2 separate regions of the Mus musculus genome follow, and region 1 is linked to region 2. Evidence: chromatin contacts called from public HiChIP or PLAC-seq data. All regions are on one chromosome and are shown on one strand. Each heading gives the region's core, a stretch centred on a gene start, on an enhancer-like site or on the middle of the called end of the contact. The rest is flanking DNA. Distances are from core to core; before and after follow the strand shown. Region 1 overlaps Tet3 (tet methylcytosine dioxygenase 3). Region 2 holds the start of Mob1a (MOB kinase activator 1A).

Region 1 (2,700 bases), core at 51-2,550, 91 kb after region 2:
GACACTTCAAAGAAGGAAAAGATAAAGATGAAATTCATGGTAAATGTTGAGTCTCTGAGACCAAGGCAGGGATGGACTAGAAGGAAAACACACGCAAGCCCTACTTTTCCCGGTTAGGCTTTATCTGTGACACATCATGATGGTACAAATTAATGCACACCAGAAAAATTAAAATTACTTAAAGTAATAACAGGAAACTATAAAGCATAAAACACAGGAAATGTGTGTACTCAGTGAAAAACACCGAGTTCAGAACGCCCCTGTGTGCTCTACATATTAAAGTCAAGGTCTTGTGTAGACCGAAGGGGAGGATGACCTTGAACTTCCAATCCTCCTGTCTCCACTCTGTGAATGCTTCAATTATGAGCATAGGCTACCACACCCAGTTTTATGCTGGAGAGTAAGTCCAAGGTTTCCTGGCTGTGGCCAAGCACTCTGAGCTACACACCCCATCCTCAGGAAAATGTTCTCCTGATGGGGAAGTGAATGCCTTCTGACGGTGGGGGGAGGTTCAATTCAAAACACGGCCGACTTAACAATCCCATCTCTCTAACAATGCGCAGCAAAACAGATCTGACGCTGCGCGCACACACACACACACACACACAGTGCTTGGCTCTGGGTGGCAGGGAGGATGCATATTAAACTTTCTCTTTAGAATTATTAACGTATACATACATATGAAGTCTGGACATGTGGCGTCAGAGCAAGCACACAGAAAACCTTCTTCACAGCTTATGATACTTGATTTTTCTTTAGTGGGGGAGGGGAGTTCAGGATAAATTCCCAACATCAAAAAACTTGTGCAAGCCTATGAACACGAAGAGAAGTCCAACTACAAGACCGTGGACTATCTGTGTAGTTTCTGTTGCTACAAACTGACTGGTCTCTCACACACAAGTCCAGTAGGAAAACTAGAAGTGTGAAACCTCATCTGAAACCCTCCACCCATGAGCCATGGATGCTACGATTGCCAACTTCAAACCCTAACCTGCAGTCCCTGGCACAGCAGCTGCCTAGTGCAGAGCCTTGGCCTATGGGCCCCCCCTCAAGCCCCCAGCCACAGCCCCCCAGCCACAGCCTACAGGTAGCATGGAGGAAACTGAACTGACCACATCAAAGGACTAGCAGAAGGCTAAGTCTCCAACACACCAGAACCAGAACCAGAACCGTCAGGCTGCCAGGCTGACTCCCAGGCACAGCAGACTCAAAGCAGCTGTGCAAAAATACAGCTCCAGAGGTGTGTGCCCTGCACCCCTGGCCACAGGACCATCGGGCCAGCTCCACAGTGTACATCATTGGACCAGGATACCAATGACTCAGTGAGGCCCCACCTACTGCTGCTTACAGCCAGCCTCCCCCGCCACCTCCTGCATCAAAAAAAAAAAAAAAAAAAAAAACTTCTTAAAAGGCTCAGGAAACCAGCAAGCAAACATTGCTACTACCACAGTCCTCAGACAGAGCCAACCTTAGTGAATGGCCCCATGACTGTTTCCTGAAGGAATCTCAAACCCCTCAAAGCCCAGGGAATTCAGGTGTGTCTGAGGGACTAGGATTGAGGAGAAGCAGGCAGCTAACAGTTTTGAGTAGAAGTACAAACTGTAGCAAGCAATTCTGGCTTAAATGTAACCAATGCTCCTGAGGCTACATGGATTTTGGCCATAAGCCAAATCCAACATCAACATCAACAGCAGCAATGTGGATGCCCACCCAGCCCTCCCTGCTACCCAGTTATAATTCTCTGGGAGAATAAACTCCCACAGTTGAAGAAGGGTCTCAAGGTTATTAACAAATTTCATCTCCCAAACTCTCCAGGAGCTTGCTCCCCTGTGCATTGCTTTCTCAAAGACTCAGGTAGAGTCATAATTTTTCTGAGGGGGTAGTAGAGGACTAAAGACACAGATCAGTTGGTCCACCCCAGATCCCCACAGCCATCTCCAAGCCAGTGAGTGAGAAGCCCTGCCTCAAAACAAAGAGGAATTGATAGTTAAGGATGTCTTCTGACTGTCTGCGTGCATGCGTGCATTTGTGTGCATTTGCATGCCAGGTTCCCATGCCAGGGTGCCTCTCACAACTGGAATCTTTACTTTTGTTTCAAATAGACTGATGACTGAGTATGTAAATAAATAACTGGGGCAAGAAGGCCCTTTCCCCATGGTAATGCTGAGCCTAGGAACTTCCATTTCTCTTTTTTGGGGGTAGAGGTGGGGGTGGAGGGTGAAGGGTGAGGTGGTAGTTCCAAGACAGGGTTTCTCTGTGTAGCCCTGACCATCCTGGAACTCACTCTGTAGACCAGGCTGGCCTCACACTCAGATCTGCCTGCCTCTGCCTCCCGAGTGCTGGGATAAAGGCATGCGCCACCACAGTATGCAAGATCTGCATTCTTTTCTTTTTCCTTTTATTTTTACTTATTCACTTTACATCCCACTTATGCACTTCCTCTCAGTCATCCCTCCCCCTCCCCTTGACCTCAGAGGGTGGAGCCTCCCGTATCCTCCCACCCTGGCACACCAAGTCTCCTTGGGGCTAGGGGCATCCCCTCCCACTGAGGCCAGACAAGGCAGGCCAGCTAGAAGAACATAGCCTATGTACAGGAACAGCCTTTGGGATGGCCCCTGATCCAGTTGTTTGGGGCCCTCATGAAGACCAAGCTGCACATCTGCAACATTTATGTGTGTGAGGGGGAGATCTGCATTTTTA
Region 2 (2,726 bases), core at 54-2,553:
CACATACATACACACACACATATAATTTTTGAGAGTCTTTCTATGTAGTCATGGCTGTCCTAGAACATGCTATGCAGACCAAGCTGGCCATGAACTCACAAAGACCCATCTGCCTCTACCTCCCAGTGCTGGGATTAAAGAAGCTGTGTATCATCATGCTTGTCCTGACTTGATATAAACATAAGGACACAGACTCAAACCTTAATAATATGTTATTTAAAAATATACTTATGAAAAAAATAAACAAATAAAAGGACAAGAGGCAGAGGCAGGAAGATATCTGTTAGTTCGAGGCCAGCCTGATCTACAAAACAAGTTCCAGGACAGCAGGACTACATAGAGACCCTGTCTCAAAAAACCAGGAAAACAAACAAACAAAAAAAACCAACAAAAAACAAAACCAAAAACAAACAAACAAAAGATTCAAAAAATATATCAAGGCACATACTCTAAATCACATACAAATTTACAGAAGTTAGTGAAAAAAAGGAAAGAAAGAAAAGAAAAAGCTTACTGAATAATCCTGATAACCTAGGCTGCCCCCCCCCCCATCAAGGTAGAAAAGGAGAACCAGCTACTACTACATACCACACTAATAAATACAAATGTATAAAAGGTGGTTTAAAAAGTTAATAGAAGGAGGCAGGTGGTAGCTCAAGCCTGTAATTCCCGCACCTGGGAAGCAGACGCAGGACGGTCAGGAGGTCAGGGTCATCCTTGGCGACATAGTAAACTTTAAACCAGCCTGGGCAGCCTGGAACACCTGAGATCCTGTCTCAACCAAGGAACAACACGCAAACAAACAGGAACCCAAAAGTTGATAAAATAAAATTGATGACATTAATGTGACAGGTGGCATTCAAATGGTTTTAAACCACCGGCAAAATACTGGATCTTTGCCACTGCGCATCTGCAGTTTCATTTATTTCCACAGGTTTTTTTTCTCCCCCCTCTTTTCTTCATTCTACCATAGTGTCACCTGGTGTCAACATATCCTCCCACACGGAACATGCACATGGACATTCATAGCAGCGTTACAGTGTGTGTGTAGAAACCTCCCAGGTGTCCATCAACAGGCGAGGTGGCCAGAATAGCATTCCTTTAGGAGAAGACATCAAGTTTTTCTAAATAGCGAAACAGTCACCAAGTAGCGCTGGCAGACGTCCCTCGGCCACGGAACAGTTGACAGCGGCGCCTAGTTGGCCCCATTTCCCTCCCGTGCCCACAGAATACTGATTGGCTGAGCTCAGGAAGGGGCAGGGTGAAGCTCAGCGGGACGGGAAGAAGCCCGGTCTCGCGAGATCCTCTTGGTTCCGCATTTTGGCTCGCGGAGCTGTGGGAGGCAGCGCGGAGGAGCCCGCGGTCGGTGCTTGGTCGCGGCGGCTGGAACTCGGTACCAAACCCGGGCCGTGAAGCTTCGGCAGCCCTGTAGAGCCGCGGACCGTCCTCTGCCTCCCGGTGCCCGCGGCGGCGCCGAGTCTGACGGGGCGGGGGCCACGGCCCCTCGGGCTAGCGAGGATGAGCTTCCTCTTGTGAGTGGGCCGGGCCGGGCCGGGGCGGGGCGGGTGTCGGTCGGCAGGGCCGGGCCGAGGGGCCAAGCGGAGGGCGGAGCCCGACCTAGGGCTGCTCCGGGCCTGCCGCCCCGGGATCGGCTAGCGCAGGAAAATGTGCAGTGCCTCGGTGACCAGACCAGGCTGAGAAAGAAAGGCGCAGGTTCTCAGTGGCTTCCCACAGGTTTGCATTTGGGAAGAGGGCATTGCTCCTTCCAATGTGACTTTTCTCTTAGCCCAGGCGGGGCTTGAACCTGGACTCCTCCTGCCTCTGCTTTCCCAAGGAGCCAGGATACAGCCTCGGCCACTAGGACAGGCCTCCTTTAAATGTGGGGGTTTTGTTTTGAGAAATGGTCTTGCTATGTAGCCCAGGCTGGCCTCGAGCCCTCTTAGATGTTGGGATTAAAGGTGGGTGCTTTCATCTCGGCCCACATGTGAATTTTTTTTAAGGTTTTTATTTTTTTTGAGAACTTAATAGATGCGTATTTTCATTTCTAACTCCTCCAGTGCCCTCTCATCTCCCATTCAAATTCATGTTCTCTTATCTATATTCTATATTACGTCTATACAACATACATACGTAATGGATCCAGTTAGTGTCGTCTGTATGTACTTGGGTGTAGAGCTGACTATTTCATTATGAGTCTATTTGAGCTTGTCCCTGAAAAACCTGACTCTTCTTGTGGACTGTCCATAGCTCTTCAGCCAGGTGAGGTAAATGGAAGTTTTTATTTATAACTTAAACCGATGGACAGTTTTTCCCACTCTTTGGCTATTCTGAATAACGCTGCTGTGAGCAGCTGGTTATAGGTTTTTGGGTATGTGTGTGTGATGGTATCTCCTGGGTCTTAGTGAGGTTTTTGCATGTTAGCCTTTGAGGCACTGCCAAGCCTTCTAAAGCCTGCACTGCATTTAACATCCCATTCTCATTGTATTGAGTTTTCAGAATTCTTCAGTTCACACCTGCCTGGTAATTACCACTGATAGATCTGAGGGTGAAGTGGAATTTATTGATTTACATTCTCCCAATGACCAGCAATGTTAAGCATCGTTTGTGTGTGTGTGTGTGTGTGTGTGTGTGTGTCTGTGTCTGTATTTTGTGTTTTCAGACTATTTGTGGATAGAGTTTATTGAGATCCTTTTCCTATTTTAAAATCAGATTGTTCTTTATTTTGT

The links. HiChIP or PLAC-seq counts read pairs in DNA pulled down with a chosen protein or histone mark.
Region 1: a contact with region 2 is called in an H3K4me3 HiChIP or PLAC-seq map of the SCID.adh cell line, with 21 read pairs. The contact joins the enhancer-like site here to the promoter of Mob1a in region 2. A contact is called at or near these places in 1 of 484 Hi-C or Micro-C datasets (CD8 T cells), 5 of 115 datasets of contacts at active chromatin or transcription factors (CD8 T cells, the SCID.adh cell line, embryonic stem cells and 1 more) and 3 of 9 other capture datasets (adipose tissue, liver and pancreatic islet).

Annotation. Positions count from the first base shown.
Region 1 is chr6:83,415,246-83,417,945 of GRCm38.p6, forward strand. The region is part of intron 3 of Tet3 (tet methylcytosine dioxygenase 3); the gene reads right to left. Among named protein-coding and RNA genes, the nearest start is that of Mir6374, 15 kb to the left of the region's middle. Within about 2 kb of position 1,301, at least 80 of the 459 cell types and tissues checked have an H3K27ac peak or open chromatin away from gene starts, as enhancers often do. A contact at or near this core is called in CD8 T cells, the SCID.adh cell line, adipose tissue and 1 more, where this site is marked.
Region 2 is chr6:83,324,736-83,327,461 of GRCm38.p6, forward strand. Mob1a (MOB kinase activator 1A) reads left to right here and starts at 1,304. Exons shown (of 6, transcript NM_145571.2): 1 at 1,304-1,532. The coding sequence starts at 1,519. It also overlaps a transcript of Mthfd2 not described here.